2 separate regions of the Mus musculus genome follow, and region 1 is linked to region 2. A link is a contact called in public promoter capture Hi-C data. All regions are on one chromosome and are shown on one strand. Each heading gives the region's core, a stretch centred on a gene start, on an enhancer-like site or on the middle of the called end of the contact. The rest is flanking DNA. Distances are from core to core; before and after follow the strand shown. Region 1 has its middle 25 kb from the start of Ap1s3. Region 2 holds the start of Kcne4 (potassium voltage-gated channel, Isk-related subfamily, gene 4).

The links. Promoter capture Hi-C pulls out the DNA fragments that hold promoters and counts their contacts.
Region 1: a contact with region 2 is called in a promoter capture Hi-C map of embryonic stem cells, with 6 times the contacts expected there. The contact joins the enhancer-like site here to the promoter of Kcne4 in region 2. A contact is called at or near these places in 8 of 39 promoter capture datasets (the C10 cell line, cranial neural crest, embryonic stem cells and 3 more) and 1 of 9 other capture datasets (adipose tissue).

Annotation. Positions count from the first base shown.
Region 1 is chr1:79,693,179-79,700,195 of GRCm38.p6, reverse strand. No RefSeq gene overlaps it. Among named protein-coding and RNA genes, the nearest start is that of Ap1s3, 25 kb to the right of the region's middle. Within about 2 kb of position 1,490, at least 87 of the 459 cell types and tissues checked have an H3K27ac peak or open chromatin away from gene starts, as enhancers often do.
Region 2 is chr1:78,814,615-78,821,050 of GRCm38.p6, reverse strand. Kcne4 (potassium voltage-gated channel, Isk-related subfamily, gene 4) reads right to left here and starts at 4,140. Exons shown (of 2, transcript NM_021342.2): 1 at 4,055-4,140; 2 at 1,019-3,440. The coding sequence starts at 3,414. The coding sequence ends at 2,902. The region is part of intron 3 of Gm29536 (predicted gene 29536); the gene reads left to right.

The DNA.
Region 1 (7,017 bases), core at 241-2,740, 880 kb before region 2:
AGTGCTGGGAGCTTGTTGTAAGCCCTTCCCATGCTCTCTTCCTTTTAGGACCTTGTAGAACAGCTCCTAGCCTTTTACCCAGGAGTCCTGCTCCGATCCCCAGGGAATCCCAAATTGCAGTTGTGTACTGAAAATATGTCGGATGTGTCCCAGGTGTGGTAATGTTTATATATGATAAAAAGATAATAGTTACTGATAAGTAAAGTTGGGCAGGCTTGCATACATAAACCTGAACACAAAGCCTGTCAGCTGTTCCTTCAAGAAATATCCCAGCACTGGCCACCAAACAGCATCCGTCCCCATGTTCCAAGCCACTGCCTTCCTGGTTGTCTGTTGGTTTCTGTCAGCCTGCTGTCAGAGCTGGTGCAGCGTGACTCAAATCATGCTAGTCTATAAGCCCAGCTCACAACTCTTGTCCCATCCCAGTATAAGTTCTAAAATGCTCTCATTATCCTTACCCCTCGGATCTGTTATGGCCTCTTACTCTTATCCAGCCACACCTATGTCCTTGTCATCATTTCTCTAACTCATAAAAATATTATTTATTATTCATTTATTTATTGGCAGGGGAGACATGTGGGTGCCAAACTTGGCCTTGGGGCAGGTTTTTCCCCCTATCATTTGAGCTCCCAGGAATTGAACTCTGGTCCTTTGGCTTAGCAGTGACTGCCTTCATCCATTGAGCCATCTTGTCAGCACCGGCCTTCCCACCCCCCCACCCCCCAGCCCCGCCAAGCCTCTATTAGGAAATTTGTGGATAGCTTCATGAGCATATTGTCAGGCACTGTGATGGTCATTTGGCTGATGCTTTGAGGATGTGGTTAAGCGGTAGAGCACTCCCTGGCAAGTGCAAAGTAAGTTCAATCCCCAGAATATGCAGAGTGGATGGAGAGAAACACTTGCTGCACACTGACCCTTAACGACTTGATAAGTTGGGGCTGGAGAGATGGCTCAGCTCTTCCAAAGGTCCTGAGTTCAATACTCAGCCACCACAAGGTTCCTCACAACCATCTGTAAAGGGATCTGATGCCCTCTTCTGGTGTGTCTGGAAATAGCTATAGTATATTCATATACAAAAGAATAAATCTTCAAAACAAAACAAAAACAACTTGGTAAGTTGATCAGTAAAACACAACAGTCCATCTTTTTTTTTTTTTTTTTTTTTTTTTTTTTTTTTGGTGTTTTGAGAAAGGGTTTCTCTGTGTAGCCCTGGCTGTCCTGGAACTCAGTTTGTAGACCAGGCTGGCCTGGAACTCAGAAATCTACCTCCCAACTGCTGGGATTAAAGGCGTGTGTCACCATGCCCGGCACAACAGTCCATCTTTAAAGTAACAGTGCTGGTCCAGTTCGTGTCAGTCAGCTGCTCTGTGAAGTTAAAAAAGCAAGTGATGTGAATTTGCTCAGAGAGTGAGCATGGAGTGGGGCCTTTGGGTGGCTGTTTCCTCACAGCCATCCTTACACCACCACAATTCCCTGGCATGCCACTGACACTTTAGCCAAAGGCTGGAAGTGGTATGAGATAGAGGTACAAGACAGACTGTGGTAAGCCACAGAGACTGTGGGGAGGGGTTGGTTATCCTAAAACAGCAGAGTCTACTGGGGGGGGGGGGGGCAGGGGGAGGAGCCTTCTTACCATGAGACTGTAAGAAGCTGCCCTCAGTTTTATGTTCTTATGGATGCTGTTGTAGTTCCTAAGTTATTTCCACAGAATTTCAGACCTTCCTCCTATGAAGTGATGATGTCTCTTGTCTTCCCCTTAAAAGAGCCCACTTCAGTGACTCACCAGACCAGCCTTGGTAACAGGTCTGGGAAACTGGGAAAAGGTAAAACTATGTGGTTCTGAGGCTAAGTCAGAAAATGGCACCCAGTCCACATCTGTCTGTGGGAAAGCAGCTCCAGCTGCCAGCCGGCGCAGGCATCCAGCCTTGTGAGTGGCCCATCCTGAACATCCTGCACAGATGCAGCCAACAACATCTGGAAAATCATGAGAAACTAGAAACAGGCACAGCTGTGGGACCCTGCTCTCAGATTCCTGACCCACAAAAGTGTGGACAATAAAACAGACTTTGAAAGTCAGTGTTAGTGTGCTTTGTTACACAGCAGTAGTGTCCTGATACATGAAGGCCTGGTCTCCAAGCTCCTCACCGGATTTCCAGCATGCAGAGCTGTCTGCAAAGAAAAGCTGCTGCCCCGAGGTGGCTGCTTTTCTACCAGGGCCAGCTGAGGGCATGTTCTCCTTAAACTCCTTCCCTTTACCTTCCTGAGACCTGCAAGCTTTTCTTTTAACCAACAAGATAACTACATATTACTATATTTATTGGATATAGAGATGCTGGAGGTCTACAGTGTTTTATAAATTATGCACAGTGATTAGAGCAGTCAGAAAAGCTGAGTTACTGAGCTTTCCACAATGAAGCAACTGCCTCTTACATGTAATTTTTGTCCTTTACGCGTGAGTTTTTGTTGACACACAGTTCACTTGTTGAGAAAGCCTTGAGCAGAGCGACGCTCCCGCTGTGGTGAGCTTCCATCCTTGCAGAGGGAAGCAGTGACCCAGCAAATAGGTAACGTGCACAGAGTGCCGGAAAGTAGTAAGTGGGAAGGAAGCAAACAAAAGGAGCCGCAGATGGAAGGCTCAGTGTGTGTGTGTGTGTGTGTGTAGGCAGCTTGCCAAGTTAAACTGTGCTCAGAGTGACACATGTACAAAGATTTTAAAGGAGGAGAGAGCAAAGCCAGAAACAAGGAAAGCGGTCCAGGGAAGAGAAAACAGCTCATGTGTGTGTTCAGCTTGCTCCCCAGAGTGCATGTGAATTAAGCTCAGCACAAGGTTGTAAGGGTACTTAAAACACTGAAGTTTCGTTGACTTTTTCTTTTTTTAACAATTTAAAAATACTTGATTGCAAACTTCTCAGGCATGAACTTGGTTATGACAGTGTTGTGAGGTGATGTCAAAAGGCCAGACACACCTGGCCCTCATCGAAAGCTTCGTGTGTCTGGAGAGAAGCAGTGATCTAGACTGCATACAGCCCAAGTGATGAGGAGCCTCTCCAGAACCTGTGAAAGCCAGGGCGGTGGGGTGTGTCTGGGGGCGGGGCTTGTCCATCATTCAGGGACACTGCAAAGCCCATGGCCTTTCCCAAGTATAAGAAACCCATTGCAGTCGGGCAGAGATGGCACACTCCTTTAATCCCAGCACCTGGGAGGCAGAGGCAGGTGGATTTCTGAGTTTGAGGCCAGCCTGGTCTACAGAGTGAGTTCCAGGACAGCCAGGGCTATACAGAGAAACTCTGTCTTGAAAAAACAAAACAAAACAAAACACCCCGTTGTATGTCAGAAGGTCTTGGGTGCCAGGACATCATGACTTTTCTTGTGCATTGTGAGTACGTCATTCTGGCAACTGCTCCACCTGGTTTGTAAGGGGTAAGGTGCAAACAGGGTGCTGAAGAGGCTGAGGTGAGGGGTAGCCCTGAGGAGTCAAGGATGGGATGCATGGCAAAGGAAGCATGAGGGGATCATGTGTTGGGTGTATTTTGGAGGAAACCTGTGCATGGCTTCCTGATGCGATGGATAAAACGAGTCAGGAGCCAAAGACAACAAGATTTGGTCTGAGAAACAGCAAGGTAAATTGGAGAGCTACTGGAGACAGAGTGGAGCTGTGACTTCCAGCCCATCCACAAAGAGCAGCTGTACAGTGGCCAGCACAGGACCAGGCTGGGTGGAGGACGGGGTGGACAGAAACACTGATAATCCAGTGCATCGCTTCAGGAAATGGGGCTTCTGCTGAACTGAAGTCCTAGAGGCAATTAGGGTCTTCTGTGTGCCAAGTCCTTGATGCACACATGGTACCATCACAATGGTAGGTGTCTTCTTCCTGCAGGTATTGAACCTCCCTCAAACAGGTGTGTGTGATAATTTGTTGTGTCTGACTTTTTTTTTTTTTTTAAGATTTGTTTATTTTATGTGAGTGCACTGTAGCCATCTTCAGACACACCAGAAGAGGGCATCAGATCCTATTAGAGATGGTTGTGAGCCACCATGTGGTTGCTGGGAAATGAACTCAGGACCTCTGGAAGAGCAGCCGGTGCTCTTAACCACTGAGCCATCTCTCCAGCCCCTGACTTTTCTTAAGAGTTTTAATAAAGCCATGTGCTCTTATGGTCCCAGTCTACCTTGGTAATTTATAGATTTAGGAATCAGGTAACAGTCTTAAGTTCCATGGGTGGTGTTGGCCAGGTGGTAGTGTCTATATAAACAATGCACAGTTAACTTGCACCAATCTTTTGTACTTAGAATGGAACCAAATGCTGCTTCTTATAAAACAGTCACCTAGGGGGTTATTGACATTGTTGGGTCCAAGTCTGAGCTCAAGGAGTCCTGGCCACCTTACCCCTATTACAGCCTTTAAAGAGACAAAGGACACTGAAAAAAGAGTGAACTTACTCAATGTGGTCACATCTGGGAATGGTAAGAAATGGGAATCAAAGCCAGGTGTGGTGGCATACACCTTTAATCCCAGCACTCAGGAGGCAGAGACAGGTGGATCTCTGTGTTTGCGGCCAGCCCTTTCTACAAAATGAGTTCTGGGACAGCCGGGGCTGTTACAAACCTATCTCAAAAATGCAAAAGAAAAATAGGGGAGTTGTCGAGTAACTCCCCAAGTACAACTTCAGTGTACTAGCATGAGGTTTAGGTTTCAAGAGATTACAAGAGATACGGATATTTAACCAGTGCTGGTCAAGGTATGGTCCTAACTGTCACTGACCTACCATCTCTGATCCAGTTCATCCTGCAAGGTAGGATCCCCATCCTACCTTGGTAGATCCAAGGTAGGATCTTCCATCCAGGAAGTTGTCAGGACTGTGTGAAGTCTTCCTGGGCAACAACTTTTATTGTTTTTGCTGTCATGAGAGCTTTGGCCCTTAGTACTTTCCCACTCAGGAGATTCCTCAGGAGGTTTTAGTTGTTCGGTGTTCATTGTTCCAGCAGCTGGACAGCACAACTGTCTCTCCTTAAAATCCCTTTGTCTCTTGCCTGGATGGCGACAAGGTCAAGCACAGCTCGAAAGACATCACAACACAGGGAGTTTGCATGCCTCCCTGCTTCCCGACGGAGTCTCGAGACTGGGGTCCCTCAATAGTTACATTTCTGTTGCTGTGCTCAAGTACGATGACTAAAAGTAACTTAGGCAAGATTTGTTGCTTTTCCCATAATCATAACTGTCACAGTCATAGGATGTGTCACAAAGTGCCTGGTAGTGGGAGCAGAAAAAATGAGCTGATCCGATCTTCAGCCTCTTGCCAGCAACGGAGGATCAGGAAGTACAGCGTGTCCTAAGTCCTCCAATCCCGCCTCCAGTGATGTATCCCAGTAACAAGGCTCCACTCCCTAAAGGTTCCGTACCTTTCCCAAACAGCAGCATCACAGTGTTCAGTGTTCCCTATGGGGGACATTTCCTCAATCTGCTACAGAGGCTTTTAAATAGTCTTATCCCATACCCCAAAGTACATTTTCGTCTCCATAAAGCTTGGGTGTCAGTGCCATGGGTTTAATGAAGGTTTTGTGTTGTGTTGTTTGGTGTTATTGTTTGTTTGTTTGTTTGTTTGTTTGTTTTAACTGTCACGTTTCAAGTATAACTTGTGAAAATCAACAAATGAAAATTACCAAATGTGCCGGGCAGTGGAGGCATACCCCTTTCATCCCAGCACTTGGGAGGCAGAGTTAGACAGATTTCTGAGCCTGGTCTACAGAGTGAGTTCCAGGACAGCCAGGGCTACACAGAGAAACACTGTCTTGAAAAGCCAAAAATAACAAATGTATATTCTAGCCAAGAATCAAAGTGCCAGGCTGAAGAGATGGCTCAGAGGTTAAGAGCACTGACTACTCTTCCAGAGGTCCTGAGTTCAAATCCCAGCAACCACATGGTGGCTCACAACCATCTGTAATGGGATATGACACCTTTCTCTGGTGTGTCTGAAGATAGCAACAGTATACTCATATAAATATTTTTTAATTAAAAAAAAAAGAAAGTGCCTATCTTAATTCCTAGCATGGGAGAAGTCAAACCAGGAAGATCATGTGTTCCTGTCTCAAGAAAACAAAATTAAGGGCTGGAGAAGTTGCTCAGTGGTTAAGAACACTGACTGCTCTTCCAAAGGTCCTGAGTTCAAATCCCAGAAACCACATGGTAGATCACAACTATCCATAATAAGATCTGACACCTTCCTCTGGTGTGTCTGAAGACAGCTACACTTTACTGTAGCTGAATAGGAGGTATTTCAACAGAGTGTCCTTTCAAATCCTTAAGCAGAATTATAACAAAATTTAAAATTCTAATTATCATAGTGTCTGTGCCTCTTATCTGGAAATATGAGATAAATACATTTCTTGATGTTGGAAGTAAAACTAACAGATTTTGCCCCCATTTCTGGTTGTGGGCTCTATACTTAGGAGACTGCCTATAACTTTCCATCCGTCTGACTTCGGAGACAGTCCAGCCTATGCTGCCAGCTAGGGGCGAGGTGCCTATGACCTCCTGCTCCTTTCTAACTCTGATGAGCTCTAAGTACATATCATGTTGAAAATGGACCATCACAATCTATTTCTTACAAAAATCGATTCTCAGAATTGTTAAAACATTTAAATGTTCCTTGCTAATATTAAGCAGATTCTAGTTGGGTGAGTTTGAACAATTCATCCCATTATGGGAAGATGGGAAGAAGAAACTTTTACTCTTTTGATTCCCAATAGGCAGTAGATGAAGACAGCCTTCTGAGGAGCCTAGCATTTTCTGTGTTCAATCGTATTAATGAATGACAGTATCCAATTAACCATCTAATTTGCAAATGCAATTGCATCTTTACAAATGCTCTTGTTCATCACAAATGCTTCTGTGCTCATGTCAATTACTCTTGAATCTCTCAATTCTTCACGAGGCCAGTGGAGGCTCTATGTATGCAGTGATTGATTTATTTACACCTCTTGCCAATATCTCAAAACCCAAGGCACAGCCCTATCCAG
Region 2 (6,436 bases), core at 2,891-5,390:
TATTTTTAGGACAATTAGAGTTTAGAATTCCCTCTTCTTCCGCCCATGGCAACCAAAAGGTTTTCTTAACTATTTCCTTACCAAGAATGACAAGAAGCTGGGGTAAAGGGTTTTCTCTTATTATAAACTTTCCGTGTTGTTCGTCAGTGTTAATGGCTGGTAAATCAAGGTCCTTGCTATATTATTCCAGAAGGTTCCAGGCTCCCCTGCTCCATTACTAAGTAGATCCTTTTTAGGTAACTATTTGCAAACCTATGGAAATGTTTACTTGAAATAGAAAGAAAAAATGAAGCTCACAAGAAACAGACACACATAAAAGCAAGATTCCCCCCCCCCACACACACACACACACACACACTTTGTCTGCTTGGTTTGAAAATGGGTCACAGGTTTTGATCATTTTTCTTTAGCATTCTGACTGTGCAAATAAACTTATAAAGGAGAGGCAGCCCAGGCTCCCCAGGCTGCCCTGGCTCCCCAGGCTGCCCTGGCTCCCCAGTCTGCCCATGTTTCAGCCTTTGAGACAGAGACACAGCAAGAAGTCTAAGAGAGAGAGACCTAGAAATTATTCTTACACCATGGTGGCTGAAACAGAACTCCAGCTGTGGACTTTTGATTGCGTTCGTAAAATCTGTTCTGTTGTTCATATGACACCACCCTGCCCGTTAAGCCTGGACTGCCGGGGCCACACATGTGGATGATGTTTGCCAAGTCAGCGTGCAAATCAAATGTTTTCTTGCAACCAAATTTGGAGAGACATCTTAGCAGCACCCGCCAAGCCACCCACATTCGAGTCCAAAAGCTCCCGGGCCTTTGCAGAAGAAGGTGATGTAAGACCATCCTTAGCTTGTTTTCCAGTCCCAACAAAGTGGATCAAAGAATGGAAAAGACACTACACACCCTTTAGCAAAAGATGTGCCTTTTCGGAAGTCTGACCCCGACCCGAATAGAATACAGTGATAGCTTGCAACAGCTTAGAAACGAGAAATCATACAAATATTGAAGGATCAAAGAAATGTGGCTTCTCATATCGAAAATGTGTTTATTTAAATTAAAAAATATCGTGAAAATTACAAACCATTAAATACACCAGACAATTGTCTACAACTCAGCATACTGGAAGGAAGTATATACATCACTTTGTAACAGGCGCAGACAGACTTGCACCAAACCAGGATTAAGCAATGGAAAATGTGACAACGCACATGTCTGTCGCAGTAAAGTTTCAGAATTCAAGTGATTCCAGGCACGAGGCCAAACTTAACTTGGCTTCTTTCAACTTAAACGGCCCCCTTTGGAGTTGATCCACACTCTGAATCTTAAAGTGAACAGAGGGCCCCTTTCCGCCTCTAACATAAATTACCTTTCTATCTCTGTGTCAAAACTGATTGAAAAAAACAGCTCCTTATAGTGTTAACCCCTCATGGGGACATTAGTGACTGCTCTGTCTCCAATCCAGGGAGAGTTCAGATAAATAAAAATTAAGAAGGTTTTGCACTAGAGGCAAACTTGACCTTTGGGGAGTTTTCTGCTTCCTTCTGGTCTTCTAAGGGCACAAGAGCCTGCTGCAAAGCTCTTGAGTAGCTCCCTTTAAATTTCTCTTTCCCTCGGTTGGGTGTGTTAACATCCTCCCATCCACACGACTCTGCAGAGGAAACTATGCTGCCAGCTTCTTCAGTCGCATCCTGGGAAAGCCACAGTAAGGAAGGCCGATGATCCAGCCTCGAATTCCCCAGCTACACATATCCAAAGTCTCCAACTGTGTCTTTAAGTCAACACATCTTTCTCCAGACTAAGCGGCCAAAGGGGAAATACTTGCTCCAAACTTCCTCACACCAGGCTGTGGAGGATTTATCACACAGTACAAAGTCTAAAGATGTCCTCCCAGCCCCCTGGGGCTGCACAGCCTCAGGAGCCTCATGTAGGCAGAATCTTGTGATGACATGCCCAGAACCTCACAGTGAATGAGTGTCAGGGCTCAGACCAGGAAGCACATTGCTTGAACCCCAGCTCTGCTCGATCTCGCCTAAGTATGCCCTTCCAGGGTCCAGCTACGTGACAAAACCCCATATTATGAGGCCCACATGTGTCCTTTCTGGCCTCAGAAAACTAGGCTGGGAAAAAGAGCTGCAGCAGAGCTGTCAATGATTTGGCCTTGTATAACCCCACCATTACCCAATCTGTGAAGGTCAGGAGGACCACCATGAACAGCCATCCCGAATGCAGGCTTGGTTATGAGGAAGCTGACTGGCAAAGAAAGCCATGCTCACCTGCAATGCTGTAGAGTTCAAGCTCACAGGTGAGACAAAAGCTCAGATGAGGTCATAGCTTATACTCCCAGCTAATTCAGACATGTGTACGAATTACCTTCTCCCTTTGCATTGTGCAAACAATCTGGGTTCTCTCTTCAGCTTTCTCCCACCTCCAAGTGAAATATATAACTGTCTCTAATCGAATGCCACAGGCACACATTAAAGATACTTACAGCCCATCAGATCTAGAAGAACAAAGCTCTAGGAAAATTAGCAAATCGAAACGAGTCCTTCAGCCTGCCCTGGGCAGTTGTCAGCCCTGGGCACAGACAGATGCTGCAGAAGTTACCCAGGGCCTCCAGTGAAAAAACACCACATTATCCAGCCAGATGCTGACCACAGACCCACCACCACCCAGGCCCCAGAGTCAATGGTCATGCTGTATGTCTCTGGGACTTTTTCAGAGATGAGTCCCACAGGAACCTCAAGGACTGCAGCTGAGCCTTGTCTCTCCCTGCCCCATTTTGGAGCTTGCCCTCAGTCTGTTCAATGTGGCAGCCGCAGAGCAAAAGCGAAACCCGGCACTTGGCAAGTGTCTTCCCTCTGTCAAGTGTAGCTTACGGAGCTACCTCCTAGCACCTGGTGGGTGCTAGGAATTCTGGTGGATGTTCTCGGAAGAGCCTTCACTGCTGTCGTTGAGAGGCGTCTCGGAGGTCTCCTCCAGCTCGTCATCAGCCCCCTCCTCCTGGATGGGAAGGTGCACATCAGGAGAGGAGGACTCGGAGCTCACACTGTCCCCTTCCATCGAGCAAAGAGTGCAGGACAGTGCCGGCGCCACACTCTCCTGCAGCATATTCAGCATCATGGGCACCTGCCCTGACCTCAAGCCGGACATCATAGGTAGCGGCTTCATAGCCTCCCCCCACAGCCTCTCCTCGTCTTTGTACAACAGCAGAAGGCTGGACTTCTTCTCCCGCCTCTTGGATTTCATGTAGCCCAGCATGATTCCGATCAGGAAAACGCCATAGAAGGACATAACGACCAAAATATAGAAGTATTCATTGCCATTACCACTGCTGTTACTAGGCACATGGGACTCGAGGGGGCTGCTGGAGGCTGCAGCGCTGGGGTATGTGCTGTTCAGAGGCTCCATCCTCAGCATTGAATTGCCGCTCACACAGCCGGGATCTGGGGAGAGAGCCGCAAGTTAAACCTTCCACCTGGATCCATGGGACAGGCAGAAGGCAAGCACATGGCTCGTGAAATTGCAATAGATCAAAATACACCTATTTTGATTAAGAACAGGAATGAAAGAAAGAGCTGAACGTAAGGCATCTCACCAAGCAGTCAACGGGTTAGCTCAGAGAGCTTGGAGCAAGTAAGAGAAATTAGGGGAGGGAAAGGAGGAAAAAATGAGAAAAATGTTCACCAGATAGAAAAATCGGTGATAGACAGACAGGTGATCGATAGGTAGGTAGATAGATAGATAGATAGATAGATAGATAGATAGATGGATGGATGGATAGATTATACACTTTATTTACATTTCAGAAAATAACTATGCATTAGCTCTATACTTTGAACATTATAGACCATATAAGGATTCATGGGGGGAAAGCATCTTAAAATTGAAAGGCATGCTTTAGCTGGCACGGCAGAAGCAAACTTTACATTTTGTTTCAAAAGCTTCAACTTCCAAAACAAAGTTTCCTTACATAAAAAAGAAAGAAAGAAAACTTTCTCTATTAATAGAACTATTCCCCCTTGCATGTCTCCGAAGACAAGGAGTCTTGCTAACTTACCAAAAGCTGACAGTTTGTCCCAAGTGTGGAACTCTTAAACGGCCAAATCTGAGGATGTTTCTCTTCTCTGTCAGGCTCTGCGCTCTGACAGCCCGGCTGCTGTCCTTGGGATATATAGTCAAGAAATGCATCGTCACGTGTTCCGGGAGGAAAATTTACAACAGAGGTTGACTGTGGCTGAGCAAGCAGCAAACTCAAAGCGCTGCAGTTCAACTCTCTGAACTCTGCAGCTGTGAAGAGAGAAGGAGGGGGGGAGTAGGAGCTCCCTGTCCCGGACCGACCAACCCAGCTCAGAGCAAGAGGCTTTGGGTGGCCAAAATCAAAGTGTGAAAAGGGGAGAAAAAAAAAGTGCTGCATTTGAACTGATACCCCAAAGCCCACTCTCACTGACTGAGTTTGTTTCCTTTTCCTTGTGGAAAGTGATTGGTTGATATGTTACTAATAGGTTTTCATGGGGAATCCAAACCATTAGAATGAAAGACAGTGGGGAGCAAAGGTAGGGTTTAGAGTCAAGAAACAGAAGTGGATGCTCACAGTCAGCTATTGGATAGATTAACAGGGCCCCCAATGGAGGAGCTAGAGAAAGTACCCAAGGAGCTAAAGGGAACTGCAACCCTATAGGTGGAACAACATTATGAACTAACCAGTACCCCGGAGCTCTTGTCTCTAGCTGCATATGTATCAAAAAAGATGGCCTAGCCGGCCGTCACTGGAAAGAGAGGCCCATTGGTCATGCAAACTTTATATGCCCCAGTACAGGGGAACTCCAGGGCCAAAAAGTGGGAGTGGGTGGATAGGGGAGTGGGGGGGAGGGTATGGGGGACTTTTGGGATAGCATTGGAAATGTAAATGAGGAAAATACCTAATAAAAAATATTTTAAAAAGAAAAAAAAAGAAACAATTGCTTCCGTGTTACGTTCTTCCACTAATTGAGTGAATTTGATAAACCCTCCCTTAACCTTCCCAGGCCTCGTATTGCTGCAGTAAAACTGTTGGCTAGTGAGGGGCAGGACTGCTCAGCAAACAGAGTTCTAAGAACTTTATGAGTTTTGGGTTTGTTTCAGCTTAACTACTTTAAAATGCAAGCTTCTACTTGCTCACATTATGCTCACAAATATTGTCCTTACAATCTCTTTTAGAATCTTTCAGATTCTGTCCAGAGATTGGTGGGCAACACTAATGCAGCAATTGAGAGGCAAATCAAGGGGAGCCTGAGCTCTGTGTCAGCTGAGCTACAAAGATAGAGTTTGTATGAAGACAAAAATCTTCAGATTCTCTTTAGTGAGCCGGACTAAGTGGAAATGTGCTGGCGAGAGCTACTGAGAGCAGGTTTTGCTCCATTCTACCTCACATGGCAGTGCCTCTGAAGCACCAGACAAGAGTGCCACACATCTCTGGGTATCTCAGACAGGTCATGGGAGAAACAGGTATTCTCAGCGAACCACCAAGCAAGGTTCAAAACAAGCTGCTATGCGTGACATGAGAAGAATCACCAAGAACTTGCTCGCTCGCTGGGCTGTTTACTCTAAAGGGCTGTCATTCTAATCCAGGGAAACTGGCAAGGAGCCTTTACATCTAGTAGCCTCTGTCCAAGGAGCCGCAGCAGGGCTGGCATGTATGACAACTTTAAAGACACCATCATTGATGGGTCTACTGACACTGAGCTGAAGGCACGGAGAAACATGTAAACTTCCCTCTGACTGCATACAGCACATACGATCCAGATGCTAGAACTGTCATTGTGAGTCTGGCTCTGTGCCTGATGTGAATTCTGACAGGCATCCTGGGAAAAAGAGTTGGACCAGTAACTTACAGCACTGGACAACACACCAGATGCTTTGGTCAGTGCTCACCCCGTAAATCTCCAGCCGGCACGGAGGGATCGGCCACTGACCCCAGCACCAAGGTTGTTCATGCCAGGAAATTTCACTCATATCAGTACATCTGGGTTCACCACTCTGCCAGTTCAAAACTCTACAGCTACATGGTAGACCTGACCTTTTCCACCCACCCACCACATAAGCACTGGCGGATGTCCAATCCACATGGGCATGCCATGGCACATCTGGAATATTAGAATAGGAAAGTACCATGAGAAGCATTCCTATTGGTACTTGCCATAGTAGTATTGCCCAGGTACCCTGAGATAGATGAGATTAGTCATCACTAGGGGATTGCCAGGCACTGCAAACTAGAAAAAAGAAGGTAGAGAAATGGGTCACCACATCTTAACAGGAGCTGGAGCAGGAGCTGACAGCCAGGTGTTAGAAAGCCAAGCAGCCACTGAGTGTTAAACAAAATCAATCCCAGGCCTGAGCCTATTGCCCCAAGGCACTAAAACCAAGAACAGTCCTGGCTTCTGGAACAAATCCAGAAAGGAGG